Linked DNA regions of Mus musculus: all the other regions are linked to region 1. The links are chromatin contacts, called in public Hi-C and promoter capture Hi-C maps. All regions are on one chromosome and are shown on one strand. Each heading gives the region's core, a stretch centred on a gene start, on an enhancer-like site or on the middle of the called end of the contact. The rest is flanking DNA. Distances are from core to core; before and after follow the strand shown.

Region 1 (2,700 bases), core at 168-2,667:
GAGTTCCTCTATTTATAGAGCAGAAGCTTAATTTACTGTTACAGATATTATCCAAATCGTAGCGCTCAGATTATATAGCTGGGATTGCGACTGTCCAATTTCCCTCGCCCTACCCCCTGCCCCAGGAACTCAAGACACTTGCAGCCCACTGCCTCTTCTCTAGTTTACACAGGAAGGCAAGGTGTTTGGCCTCCTGGAGCCCCATGGTTCTGCAACAATCACTGCTCAGACAGCCCCAGGGGTTATGAAAACAACTGAGATTGTAACAGGGCAGGGAAAGCTGCAACCTGTTTTGTTATGCGACAGCTCTTGGCCCACCTGAGGGGGTTATTACTGGGTGCGTGAGTTATTAACCTGTGGTGCCCTCAGGGACTAAACCAAGAACCAACTGAATGATTGTCTGCTCTCGGGTGAAGGGTTGGGGTTCTCGGAGGAAACCTCACACTTGAAGACAAGGTTTGGGAACAGAATTGGAAGAAACTAGAAATCAGGAAAGGAGAATGGCATGGGTGGGTCTGCTACTTTTTTTCCCCTCTAGGTTCTGATGAGAAAGAGGCATGAGGGGGCTTCTGCAGTTCTACCAACTACTTTGAATCCCACCAGGACTACTCTTCATCCATCTTTTAAAATGCTAGGCTTGTAATTATGGCTCACACCTACTGAGTGAGTACTTAAAAAGATCAAGGTTAGCACTTGGTGAGCTTGTTAGGGAATGTCAGCTAACGGCTGGGGAACAGACTGATTTCCTAGCAAGAAAGAAGGTCCCAAAGCCGGGTCAAGGACCTTAGCGAGCCAGAGACAGTTATTAGAACTGAGTGGTTCTGAGAACAAGGGGGTCCAGGAGAGGGCAGGACTGCCGGCTGTAGTCTACCTTTGAGCGAGGTCTCCACCAGGCGCAGGTAAAGCTGTGAGTTCTTGTTGCCGTGACTCATGCGCTGGGCTAACCCGTTGCGCTGTAGGACGCACTCCTCAAACTGCACGATATTCTGGTGCCGCCGCTTGAGACTGGTGAGGGCCCAGAATTCTGCTAGTGCCAACTCCACGTTCTCGGGAGCGTCGCAGCGGATCTTCTTGACTGCCACCCTGGCCCCACTGCGCCCAGCCACAGCCTCATAAACCACGCCGTAGCTGCCGCGCCCGATCTCCGCCAAGAGGCTGTAGCGCGGCCGTGCAGGAACATCCCCGCCGCCGCCATCCGGCCGCCGCCGGGCCAGGAAGGCCTCGCCCGGGACCTCGGCCCCAGCCGGATCCATGGCCTGGGCCGCCGGCCTCAGCTTCTCGCACAGTACCCGCTGGACTGGGCTTCGCCTTTTCCGCTCCGGGCTTTTTGTCCCTCTGCGGGCTCCGTTCTCTTTCCCCGTTTCCATGGCTGCGGGGGGCGGGGGGAGCAGCAACGGCGCCGCCCGGGCCCCCCTTGCCTCATCCCTCCGTCTAGCCCCGAGATGTGGAGGAGCGGGACCTTGGATGGTGATCTAAGGGCGAGAGGGAGAAGTTAAAACCCACCGGGCCGAGAAGGGTAGATGAGGAACTTAAAGCGTCCGGCGTCCCACCTCCGCCGCCGGTCGCGGCCCCTTTAAGAAGGAGCCACCGTCTCGAATTGAACGGGGGAAGGGAAAGGAAAGCGGGAAAGACGGAACCACCGGGAAGTACCGAGGGAGGACCGGAAACCGAAGCGCAAACCGTCCCCTCTCGCCGACTTATCCGTCAGGAGCAGAAAAAATAAATAAAGCCGTAGGGATCGTCCCCATCGAAGACGGCCGGCTTAAACTTTCCTGGGGCTTAGCCCCCTCTCAACGGCCCCTCCCCACGTCCTACCCGGGCTTCTCCCGGTGTAAACAGTCCCGTGAATCAAACCCAGGAGAGCCCGGCGGGACGACCCAGACCCCCGGGGACAGCGGGCGAAGGGAAACCGGCTAAAAGATCGGCTTCCGAGGACGACAGGCGGAGGCCCCGGTGACGCCCCCGGGACTACGGTGGGGCGCCGGGGCTCCCGCTTCGGCCCTCCCTTCCTCCCTCCACTCCCTCTTACCTGGCCGGCGCTGTTCCTCTTCCGGGCGAACCGGTTCCCCCTTGGAGCCCGCGCCGGAGGATGGTCCGTTCCGAGCCGGGCTTGTCTGCAGAGCCGGGTAGGGCGCGAGGCGGGGAGCCTGGCTGAGCGTGTAGCGCGTCGCGGCGCTGCTCTTGTGATGACAGCAACGCTCCCGGGGGAGGCCTCGGCTTCCAGGTTCCCGTGGCCGTCCCCGAGTTCACGCCAGCTGAGCACTTTACGTAACCTCTTTATGTAAGCTGCACCTCCCGCCGCCGCTCTGGTCAGCGGAGATTCCTGGTGGCCCATCCCCCAGGAGGCCAGCGGAGAGCCGCGCCGCCTCTCTGCAGCCGAGGTAGACCCAGCCGCCGCGACAGCCCGGAACCAATCACTGGCGAGAACACCCAGCCAACAAAAAGAGCGCGCCAAAATCCCGCGATTTGTACCGAGGGCCTTCGCGAGGCGCCTGCACTCCGCAAACGCCTTTCCGGACTTGACCTGCATCGTACCTCTACGCCCGCACTCGGCACTTGATGCTGATTGGGGGAATGGCTTAGGTGTAATCGATTCACAGCTGAGACCAGGGTTAGAACGCTAATCTCCACGCCCACTAATGACCCCAATGATCTCAGCCGCACTTAATCCTCAGTATCCTTCTCTGCCAAACCCGGGTG
Region 2 (2,700 bases), core at 139-2,638, 2.0 Mb after region 1:
TTCTCTGGCGCACCCTCTCACCTGTTCAGACTAATTTCCTAAGTTCGGCGGGTCCCGGACCAAGATGGCGACCGCTGCTGCTGTGGCTTAGGTCGCCTCCCCAGCCGGGCGGGCACCTGTCCTCCGGTCCGGAAGGTGGCTGGCTGTCCCCGGCCCACACAGGGTGCTGCCTCAGCCCCTCTGTGCTTCTGCCTGTTCCAGAGGCTGTCAGGTTCTCTGGCGCACCCTCTCACCTGTTCAGACTAATTTCCTAAGTTCGGCGGGTCCCGGACCAAGATGGCGACCGCTGCTGCTGTGGCTTAGGCCGCCTCCCCAGCCGGGCGGGCACCTGTCCTCCGGTCCGGACGGTGGCCGGCTGTCCCCGGCCCACAAAGGGTGCTGCCTCAGCGCCTCTGTGCTTCCGCCTGTTCTAGAAGCTGTCAGGTTCTCTGGCGCACCCTCTCACCTGTTCAGACTAATTTCCTAAGTTCGGCGGGTCCCGGACCAAGATGGCGACCGCTGCTGCTGTGGCTTAGGTCGCCTCCCCAGCCGGGTGGGCACCTGTCCTCCGGTCCGGAAGGTGGCCGGCTGTCCCCGGCCCACACAGGGTGCTGCCTCAGCGCCTCTGTGCTTCCGCCTGTTCTAGAAGCTGTCAGGTTCTCTGGCGCACCCTCTCACCTGTTCAGACTAATTTCCTAAGTTCGGCGGGTCTCAGACCAAGATGGCGACCGCTGCTGCTTCTCTTTTTTAAGTACTTAAAGGTCATTGGTCTGACAATGTCCACTTTTTATTCCATTGATGAGAGCTGTGGCTATTGCATTGACACTAGTAACTTGGAAGATTATATATTAAAATACCCTGTATACTGGGGTAAGAGAAAACGTATTAAAGACCATTTCATCTAAATTTGTTCTTTTTAAGTGTTATTAAGTTTTTTTCTCTATTTGTTTATTTTAAAATCGAGTTACCAGAAAGCTTAGATAAGAAAAACGAACAAAGCCGGGCGTGGTGGCGCAGGCGTTCCAGCACTTGGGAGGCAGAGGCAGGCGGATTTCTGAGTTCGAGGCCAGCCTGGTCTACAAAGTGAGTTCCAGGACAGCCAGGGCTATACAGAGAAACCCTGTCTCGAAAAACCAAAAAGAAAGAAACAAAACAAAACAAAAACGAACAATAGTAGATAACACTTCGGGTATGATGCAAGTGAATATCTGACTAATGTCAAACAAGAAATGTAGAAGAAACGCGGAGCCCATCAGAAACCAAGACCATCTCACATCACAGTTAAGACTCCTGATCTAAGAGTCAGGGAACTCTGCTTCCTTTCCTGTCCTTTCCTCGCGCAGACTCAGAGCGGGCCTCAAGCGAGCGCTGTGGCATCTGATCCTTGCGCCAATCCGTAGCTCACTCTACTTTGTGCTGAGTGGTTGCAATGGCGGACGTGTCTGAGAGGACGCTGCAGGTGTCCGTGCTAGTGGCTTTCGCCTCTGGAGTGGTCCTGGGCTGGCAAGCGAATCGGCTGCGGAGGCGTTACCTAGACTGGAGGAAGCGGAGGCTGCAGGACAAGCTGGCAACGACTCAGAAAAAGCTGGACCTGGCCTGAGCACGCGCTGCAGCCCGAGTCCGCCGGGTTCTCACTCCCTAAGCCCAACGCAGCCCGGATCGTGGGAGCCGCGCGACCCAGGAGTCGTCCTTGCACGGCTTGCAAGAACATGGCTTGCTTCAGAAAGAAAATAGTTTTGTCTTCTCTAACAACTTACTTTCAGGTATTAACAGCTCAGTTTGCTGAGGGTATTTAATGGGAATGTTTTACCACGTGCGATGCAGTTACACCTTAACATTTAACTTCGAAATGGGGGAGGGAGTCATTTCACGCCCAGCCTCCACATTCATAGGGTCCACAGTGGCTTTTTAACGTGGATGGCAGGAGCTTTGCGTTTCATCATAGTTATTCTTCAGTCCTATAGTTTTCTTCTCTTAGTTCATGGTTTGCGATCACAGTACAGAAATTTGAAGTTAAAGATACTACTGTGTTACTGATTTTTTTTTCTTACTGTTTTTCAACAGCTTGTCGAAGATGAAAATAAAAAGCACTGGAGAGAAATAATTTCTTGCACTTTATGAATCTATTTTTAAAATAAAAAATTAAACATCTTTGAATCTTTTTCCTCCTCACAAAAGAAAGCAGTATTTTTGCCTACCATTCAGTTTGCTGCAGTAAGAGATTTGGAGCCTGAAAGCAGAGACTTTCTGATGGAATCTCACCTTGGTACAGCCTGGAGGCAGATCTGATCAACGGACCATTATGAGTCATTTTTCTAGACATATTCAGAAAACCTAGGAGCTGTGTCAAATGCCTGAATTAAGCATTACAAATGCAAGATATTTGCACTTTGAAGAATGTAGAGAGTAAAAAAACTAAAATTAAAAAAAATAATGCATGTGATATAACGGAATATATATGTGAAAGAGAAACTGTTGAGTAAGCTTAAAGATAAATGCCAGTCCTATCAAGTGACCAAAGCCTTGGTTATTTATAAGATGTATTTCTGACGCATTGTCTACATTTTTAAGAAAATCAGTTTGTTCTCCAGGGAAACACCATGGCCCATTTTCCTAGGATTATTGAGCCTTATATGTGACTTAGATCTTATTCTATGAATCCAGCAAGGGCTGAAACGCCAGTTTTCAGAGAGCCATCCTGTCTGGGCTTTAGTTGGCTGA
Region 3 (2,700 bases), core at 156-2,655, 2.2 Mb after region 1:
ACATAGCAACACTGGAGAGTTTCTGGATGCCATGCACGAGAGACAAAACCTGTGGTCAATATTTGATGGGACTGCTCTTGGAGTTCAGCAAATCACTTTCCTTCCAGAAAGCAGCATGAACATGTAACATCCAGAAGGTAGGTATTTACTCAGTAGAAAAATTTACTTCTTTACCAATTCTAGGTTCTATTTAAGAAAAACTGATATTGGAGAGGTTTAATTGATAGCCAAAGAGATCAAGGTTTTAGGAAGGGTGTACAGATAGTAATGGGAGATCAAAGAGTCATTGTCAGTCCCTGGAGATACTGGGGTCATCTTGGGTTTCAGGATCCAGTTGTTCAGACAGGTATGGTATGACCATTTGTGACCACCCAATGGCCAGATGAGAATGGGTATCAGCCCTGCTTTTTGGTAATGTATAGTTGAAACAGCCCATCCCTTTGGAAGTCCCAGTGCTGGAGCTTTCTTAAGCCTATCAAAAGAGTGTTCCTTAATCCCTCAATTACAAATGGTATGGGCTTGGGACCCTCATTTAATTTCTCATGACTGGCCTGGCTATTTCTTTAAATATTGTAATTCATATTCTGCAGTATCCAGTTAATTCCAGAAAAGCCAAAACCTGTCTTTTGGTTCAGAGAGGGGGCAAATCCAGATCTCATAGTACCAAATGAAGGTTGCCTTTTTTTTTTTTTTTTTTTTTTTTTTTTTTGCCTCACAAATTGAGAATTTTCCCTAGAAGTTTTGCTTCCTTTTTGAAGTTTTGTAGCCTTTTTGAGCTTTTGAGATACAAAGAGGCCAGGTGGGGTGATGCACACCTTAAAGCCCAGGTCTTTGGAGGCAGAGACAGGTGGATCTCCAAGTTTGAAGCCATCCTGGTTTACATAGTGAGTTCAGGACACAGAGAGAGGGGGGTGGGGTGGGGAATGGACTGAGCTACAACGTTTAAAGTCTGTTGTTTGGCTGGTATCCTCTGAAGCAGTAGGTAGAAGGTCACCCTCATTCAGGATTACAGCTACAGAGTTGGGTGTAAATTCTCCGACATGCTACCAAATCTGGGATTAAACCTACACCACGAATTCTTGATGGAAGACTGCGACAGGTATGTTTCTGGGCTCATGCATCTGGGATAGTCTACTGAAAGAACGGGAACCCTGGCTTTCAGAAAAAATAGGTACACTGGCAAACCGGAAACGAACTAGAAATCGAACTTGTGCTGTTTAGGGTCAGAGCCTGGTCCTATCCGTTTCAGCACCACAGACCTGGAGTGCAACCTTGTGCAGGATTTTACCCGTCATCTCACGGCGCGCCGGCTATTGATGCTTCTGGGAAGTGTAGTTCATGCAAAGGCAACACTATGATTGGAGCTCAGAGGCCGAAGATCTTCGCGCAGGCGCACTGCCTTCCCGACACGAGGCGGTGAGTGTTCGCAGGTTCCCAGTACTCTTGCCAAAGGTGAGGGTTGCGGGTCTAGGTGTTCAAGAAGCCGAGTGGACGCGGTGGCGGAGGAGACACGGGGACACTGGGCACTTGGGGGAGGGTTAGTGGGCGTGGCCTGTGTGGACAGAGAGTCTTCCCTTCTGGTGTGTGTCGGTTCCGTGGGGACAGTGTCCTCGTAGGGTATGTCCACTGTGTGTCAGAATCCTGTACTTTCAAGTTGGAGATCCCGGTCTTCCTTTCGTTCCTTCTTTCCATGATGGGTGCTACGTGGATGTGGATGGTACCGACGCTAAATCTGGGAGCATCCACTCCATTCTCTCCCAAGTCCCCTAGAAAACGTCTCCCTTTGCTTCAGCTTCTCGCCCTGAGCCTGCACCGGAATGTCCTGGTGTGAGCATAGGGTGTTCCTGGACGATACCGGATTTGAGGTGAAGAAAACCCCAAAGGAAATCGCAAATGGCTTTAGGCAATTTTAAGATGATATTGACTGGAGTGCACTGTTAAGGAATAGTGGGAAATAAGGGTGAAGGGACTATACTGCGGCCAGACAAGACCCACAGTATCAGAGTAAGACCCACCAAGCACGATATTTTGTGCGTCTCAAATGAGGTCAACATAAACAAAATTTTGAGAAACAATTCTAGAGGTTGACATTCTGACCACCGTTAAATCGAACTAGCACAACTTCGTTCCAACCACCAGTAAGTGTCAGATGTCTAGAAGTCCGTGGGATGGCCAGTTGTCTGTTACTCCATTGAAGTTGTTGGCAATTTACTAGTGATCTTTTCCCTAGTGTTCTTTTTACATTTGAGATACGATCTTATTTTGTAGCTTAACCTGGCGTTGTGTTAAGCCTTAGCCTTCCAAGTGCTAGCATTACGGGTGTATATCACCATAGTTCTGTTTTCCGTGAAATTTCAGTCACGCGAATCAAGCTTCCCGGGATGCTGGGATGTGTTGCAGGTAAAGATCTGCTTAACTTTATGGCTATCTTTCAATGAAAGTAAATTATAACAGAATTAAAAGCTTCCAGGCAGACTTTTCCCAGTTCCACCTCAGCCTTTTACAAAGCCTGACTCTCTTAATTGCTGTGAAATAGTGCCTCTCTTATTGATGTATGACGATGGAACTAAATTATCTTTATAGAAAGCACTCAGCATAGTGCCTCATGAGAGCAAGCACTCAACGCTAGTTATGGTGGAGTTCCGTAGTGCTCCAAGTGTGTCTAGCCGCTGGACAATAGATTATTTAATCAAGTTGTCT
Region 4 (2,700 bases), core at 174-2,673, 2.5 Mb after region 1:
TTTAAAAGGAATATAGAAATGTAATGTAAAAGCACTTTCCTTTAAAGATTATCTATCTAAAAGTTATAAAGTCTCAGAACTACAGGTTAACAAAAATAAATCAATGCCAATGGGCTTTTCCACAGACAAAACATAATGGTACAGTATTCGAAGAGTTCTAAAACAGTAAAAACAAAACAAACAAACAAAAAAAACCTAACCTAACTCTTACTGGTTAGAATATCCAGGCCATTGCTTTGTGCAAACAGACAAAATCCCTCCCAGCTTCTTGAATGTGCCAAGACACAAGTCACAATGACAGTGGGCTGTCCGCGCAAAGCCCGAGTTCCATCTGGATCGCAGTCATTTTATAAATGGCATGCTACATCACACACACACACACACACACACACACACACACACACACACACCCTTGGGCTTATTTTAAGCCCTATTTTGAATTTGCACTTTTCTGGGTACACTGATTACCCGAAAAATCACCTGTATACCTCAGATATCTAATTTGGTTTTGGAGTATTTTCTTTAGTGTCATACTACCCATTCGAAGTCGTCTCTCTTGTGGTTATTTTTAACCTGACAAGTGGATTTAACAGGCATGGGGGCAGTAACACGGGGTGCTAAAATGGGTTCAATCTATTGCATCGTACTCAAAAGACCACTGGGCAAACTGGGCACTGTCAACAGCTCAAGCCCCAAGGTGCCCACCAACCTCCCGCCCAGGCCCACCCTTCTCTACGGAACAGGGACGCCAACTGCAGCCAAGAGGCTCACCTCTGCAACTCCTCCTCCTGGATTCTCTCCTCGTCCCATACGAAAACACCGGAGAGCGCCGCCATCAAAACAGAGGCATGGCCGGGGCGGCCTCGCAGCCGGCGCCAGAAGCGTCCGAGCAGGGCGCAGCGCGAGCTCTCGGAATACAGGCGGCCGTAGAGCTGCGCGATCTGCTGCGCTCGCCGCACGCGCAGGCCCGTCACGAAGCGGCACTGATTGGCCAGCGCGGACAGCAGGCCCCCGCCCCGCGCGCCCGCCAGCCAGGCGGCCAGGGTGGCCGGTGGCCTCCTCGGGAACATGTCGGCCTCTGTGGATTCCCGCGCCTGCCGCGGGGCCCCGGAGAGGAAGGGCTGGGGGAAGGCAGGCCGGGCCGTCCGCGCAGTCCCCTTAACGGGTTGACCCCGAGGCCACCTCACGCTCCAGAAGCCAGGAGCCGTCCCTCATGCCTTTTTGCAGAAGCGGCTGAGGTAGCGTGGCTTCCGAGGAGAGCGCCGTTGCACGAGGCCCTCTCGGTCCCGACAGCCCGCCCGTCTGTGTGTACGGCGGGAACTCGCGGGGCCCCCGCGGCCAGGGCGCGGGAAGCAAAGCGGTGGCCGTCCCAGGCCACAGCAGAAGCGGTCCCGTGCGCCTGTGTCCGCCTCTCGCGCCGAGTGCGCGCAACCTAACCTGTTTGTCCTGCCCGCACTCTGATTGGGCGCATCTCAGAACCCTGGGCGCTCATTGGCTAAGCCAAAGTGCTCCTCCGCCCTTGCTCCGGGCTGCCTGGTAGCAAGCTAGGTGGCGTGGCGGGAGGGCCTGTCAAGGGCGCCTGGAGAGTGACCCTCGGACCCGGCGGTGCAGCCATTTAGGGACGTCTCACCCGGTCCGGAGGAGAGGCACGGTCAGGTGCGGTGGCGTTCCGTTGTCCTGAGAGGCCCGGCCTGTTTCCCTGTTCTCTACAGTCCCGGGAGGGGCGGTGCACGCCCTACGTGACCCCGCACCTATCACAGCCCAGGGGCAGCTTCCTTGGTCCCCCTTGCCCTGATTCCCCGAGCCCTCCTAAGTATCTGCGGCAGGGACGCGGTTCTGGGTTCCGGCTCCGAGAGAGTACGGGTGGTCCATCCTTAGGGCCGAAGAACACCTTGCAGAGAACTCGAGGGCGGGTGACCCGTTGCTCTCTGAAAATGCGTTAGGCCTGAGCAGTCTCTGACTCGGAGGAGGCAACAAGGTAGGAGAGTAACCAGGTTTCCCAAAACCTGTCTGGCCACGTGTATGTAACCTAATGGTTACTACATGGAGTCTCAGGATACATCAGTATTCTAAGCCAGGGCCTGGTGGCTCATGTCTGTAATCCCAGCACTCCAGAGGCTGAGGCAGGAGCATTGCCAGCCTGAGCAACAGTGTGTCTCAAATAAATAAATAAATAAATAAATAAATAAAATTGCCAGCCTGAGCAACAGTGTGTCTCAAATAAATAAATAAATAAATAAATAAATAAATAAATAAAATTGCCAGCCTGAGCAACAGTGTGTCTCAAATAAATAAATAAATAAATAAATAAAAATTCTCTGTCCAGTTATAAGATGGAAATAATAGCTGCCCCTTAAGTGAAGAATCAGTCTGCCTCCATTTTAGTCTTAAAAGTCATCTTACAGATAGTAAAGACAAGCCAGTTCACTCCTTTTTATGATTAAACCTGTTTCTCAAGGATTGAGCTATGCCCCACCTATAACCTTAACCACAAATAGTTCTGTACTGTCTCTTCCTAGAATCGTAGTCATTTCTTTGTTTTTTAAAAGTTGTGTATAACCATCTTGCAACCCTACCTCTATTTCAAAAGGCTATACAACCACCTATGACTACCTTGTTAGGCCTACCTTGCAACCGTGCCTTTGTTTTAGGGACCCTTGTAAAACTAACTTGTTATGCTTACAGTGTGCCTCTGTGACC
Region 5 (2,700 bases), core at 140-2,639, 2.7 Mb after region 1:
GAATTACAGATAGTTGTGAACCACTTAGTAGCTGCTGGGAACCAAATGAGTGTCCTCTAGAAGAGTAAGTTCCCTTAACAGCTGAGCCATCTCTCTAGCCCCTTGTTGTTTTTTATCTATTTATTTAATGTGTATTGGTGTGTTTGCCTGCATATGTATGTTCACTGCATGCACAAGTCACAAACAGTTGTGAACTACCATGCAAGTGGCTGGGAATCAAACCTGAGTCCCCTCAGAAGAGTAGTCAGTGCTCTCAACCGTTAGGCCATCTCTCCAGCCTCTTGTTGGGGTTTCTTAACATGTAGTAAGCCTTGTCGTGCCTTCACACTTTATGAAGTTCTCTTTGCTATGGACGTAGGATCAGCAGAGCTGCCTGAAGGCTTAGGAATTTTTGTTTTTTGTTTTTGTTTTAGAGGACCAGGTTTCTCTGTGTAGCTCTGGCTGTCCTGGTACTCTCTCTTTAGACCATGTTGGTTTTGAACTCAGAGAGGTGCCTGCCTCTACAGCCTGAGTGATGGCATTAAACATATGTGCTACCACTGCCTGGCTAGGTTTAGGGTTCTTACCTCTATGTGACTAGTAAGTGACAAACAATGCTCCAAGGCAGGTCTTTGAGTGACAGATGTCCTTTCCTAAGAGTCACTTTGATTAGGGAAAGATACCTGATTTGGGGAAGTGACGTCTATAGTGGGGTATGCATATACCTGTGCATGTGTGTGTAGTATTGCATGTGTATGCTCGGACCTGCCTCCTGTGCACCTGGGTGCAAAATCATCGTCTTTAGAGATCTCTACTTTGAGACAAGGTCTCTTAATAAAACCTTATACCAGTCACTTAAGCTCAGTGGCTCTGTCTAGCTCCATTTTTTAAACTTTGGATTAGAGGTGGATGTCTGGGGACCCAAACTCACATTATCGTGCTTGGGCAACAGGCTCTGTACCCAAATGAGTCATCTTCCCATCGAGTGAGGCTTATTAGTGGTGCCTAAAAACATCTCATTTCCTTTTTCACCTTGCATAGAGCCAGAGGGAAGTGAGAATGGCTTTTCCCAGTCCTTAATTTCTTTCTCACCTTCCCACCCAAATTCTCAATAAGCACACATTGCCCTGGTAAAAGAAACTTGGTGGGAGTGGCAGCAGGCACTTCAGCCTTGTGCCACGGAATGAAGCAGAATAGCTGTGAGCGCGTGGCCACAGATGCTCTGCTGTCCCTTCAAACCCTAGGGGGGACGACTAGAAACAAAAAGGTGTGAGGCCTTAGGGAGGGAGGGCCCCATAGGGAGGAAGGGCCCCATAGGGAGGGAGGGCCCCAGCTCTGGAAGAGTCCCTGCCTTGGGCCCCGCCTCTTGGCTTCGAGCAAGGGGTGGGGTTTGTCGGGGCGGAACCCCTGAGGCGGGAACCGCTGTGGATTGCTGGAGTCCGCCGGGACCAGCACCGCGTGGTAGTCGCTGCAGTCCGCTGCCCGCAGACTTTGGACCTCGGAGACATGGTCTGTACCCAGAAAGAGCTCGTCAGGTGGACTCTCTCAGTTTGTGTGGAGTATGAACTGGGAGCATCGCGTACGCCCGGAAGAAGGCGAGGGCGGCCAGGTCGCGCTGTCTCTTTAAGAACGCTCTCCTGCTAACTGAGACCGTGAGTAACTGAGCCCCTAGTTCCAGGAGAAACCCTTAAATTTGGGTATTTTATTGGGTCAGGAGAGATGGGTGAGTTTGGGGGAAGTTACTAAGGGTAGAGGGGGGCCTTCACTTTGAAGCAGGGCCGGTGGCTCGGGTATTTTGAACATGGAGGGGGCAGTTGGGCTTAATTCCAAAGCGAGGAGTGCCCCTCACCTGAACTCGATGGCCATGGTGCACTGCCTTTCATGACTCAAGAAGCCCCATAGCTGGTGAATTACTGGGGTGAAGGCCGGAAGCTTCAGGTTTCAGTGGTTGGGCAATGGGGCCAGGGAATCTCTGCTACTGTCTGTCAGTTGGGTCTTGGCCCCTGAATTCTGCAGGCACTTTCCTGGACTGAGAAGTGCAGCTGGACTGATGGCCATATGCTAGCCTGCCTCAGAACCTCATCACTGTAATACTAAGGAGTTGGCAGCACAGTGCCAAGTCTGGCACCTGCAGGGCAGAGTGGTGAGGTTAAGTGGTCTAATGACACAAGGTAGGGTTGTGAAGTCACAGAGGAAGTGGGATGCTGCAGCTAGGGACTGAAGCTGGCTACCCAAGGATGGGGAAGACATTGCCCGAACAAGATTCTGTGTTTTCTGCCTGTGGAAGGGAGCCTCTGGGACTGGCAGGGCATATCTGGGGCCCGAGGTGGACCGATGAGTCGGGTGAGGCCACCCCACTGTAAGGGTCCCCCTTCCCATCTTATACTGGAATAAAAACAGTCTCATGTCCCCTAAACACCACCCACGGTATGTGGAAGGAAAGAGGTTGACTCAGGGTACATCCTATGGTCTCCACTTCCTTTCCCCAAGGCGGACCGTTCTTGCTAACTCCCACCCTAGCTCTATGCACTTTCTGTTCCTCCTGAGTAGTTGGCATCCAGGATTTGAGGTACCAGGGCTCTGGGGACTCTGTGCTGGAGAACAGATGTGCCCCGGAAATCACCACTGATCCCCACCCTCCTACTCCTCCAGATGCAGAGGCCTCCATGGCTGTGATAAGCCTCATGTTCTTGGCAGTGATGTATGTTGTTCACCACCCCC

What was found. Promoter capture Hi-C pulls out the DNA fragments that hold promoters and counts their contacts. Hi-C and Micro-C count contacts between places; a contact is called where the count stands out from the background.
Region 2: a promoter capture Hi-C map of liver shows a contact between it and region 1, with 3 times the contacts expected there. The contact joins the promoter of Mtln here to the promoter of Stk35os1 in region 1. A contact is called at or near these places in 2 of 39 promoter capture datasets (liver and pre-B cells).
Region 3: a promoter capture Hi-C map of liver shows a contact between it and region 1, with 3 times the contacts expected there. The contact joins the promoter of Zfp661 here to the promoter of Stk35os1 in region 1. A contact is called at or near these places in 1 of 39 promoter capture datasets (liver), 1 of 484 Hi-C or Micro-C datasets (CD4 T cells), 1 of 115 datasets of contacts at active chromatin or transcription factors (embryonic stem cells) and 2 of 9 other capture datasets (adipose tissue and liver).
Region 4: a Hi-C map of rod photoreceptor shows a contact between it and region 1, with 9 times the contacts expected there. The contact joins the promoter of Stard7 here to the promoter of Stk35os1 in region 1.
Region 5: a contact with region 1 is called in a promoter capture Hi-C map of pre-B cells, with 2.7 times the contacts expected there. The contact joins the promoter of Itpripl1 here to the promoter of Stk35os1 in region 1. A contact is called at or near these places in 1 of 39 promoter capture datasets (pre-B cells) and 1 of 115 datasets of contacts at active chromatin or transcription factors (large pre-B cells).

The regions. Positions count from the first base shown.
Region 1 is chr2:129,800,176-129,802,875 of GRCm38.p6, reverse strand. It overlaps Stk35os1 (serine/threonine kinase 35, opposite strand 1), which reads left to right and starts at 1,417. Exons shown (of 1, transcript NR_029452.1): 1 at 1,417-2,700. It overlaps Stk35 (serine/threonine kinase 35), which reads right to left and starts at 2,359. Exons shown (of 4, transcript NM_183262.3): 1 at 2,030-2,359; 2 at 872-1,472. The coding sequence starts at 2,335.
Region 2 is chr2:127,791,176-127,793,875 of GRCm38.p6, reverse strand. Mtln (mitoregulin) reads left to right here and starts at 1,388. Exons shown (of 2, transcript NM_001384135.1): 1 at 1,388-1,742; 2 at 2,044-2,494. The coding sequence starts at 1,409. The coding sequence ends at 1,579.
Region 3 is chr2:127,583,382-127,586,081 of GRCm38.p6, reverse strand. Zfp661 (zinc finger protein 661) reads left to right here and starts at 1,405. Exons shown (of 5, transcript NM_001111029.1): 1 at 1,405-1,452.
Region 4 is chr2:127,268,952-127,271,651 of GRCm38.p6, reverse strand. Stard7 (START domain containing 7) reads right to left here and starts at 1,423. Exons shown (of 8, transcript NM_139308.2): 1 at 772-1,423. The coding sequence starts at 1,070.
Region 5 is chr2:127,142,146-127,144,845 of GRCm38.p6, reverse strand. Itpripl1 (inositol 1,4,5-triphosphate receptor interacting protein-like 1) reads left to right here and starts at 1,389. Exons shown (of 2, transcript NM_001163527.1): 1 at 1,389-1,631; 2 at 2,632-2,700. The coding sequence starts at 2,646.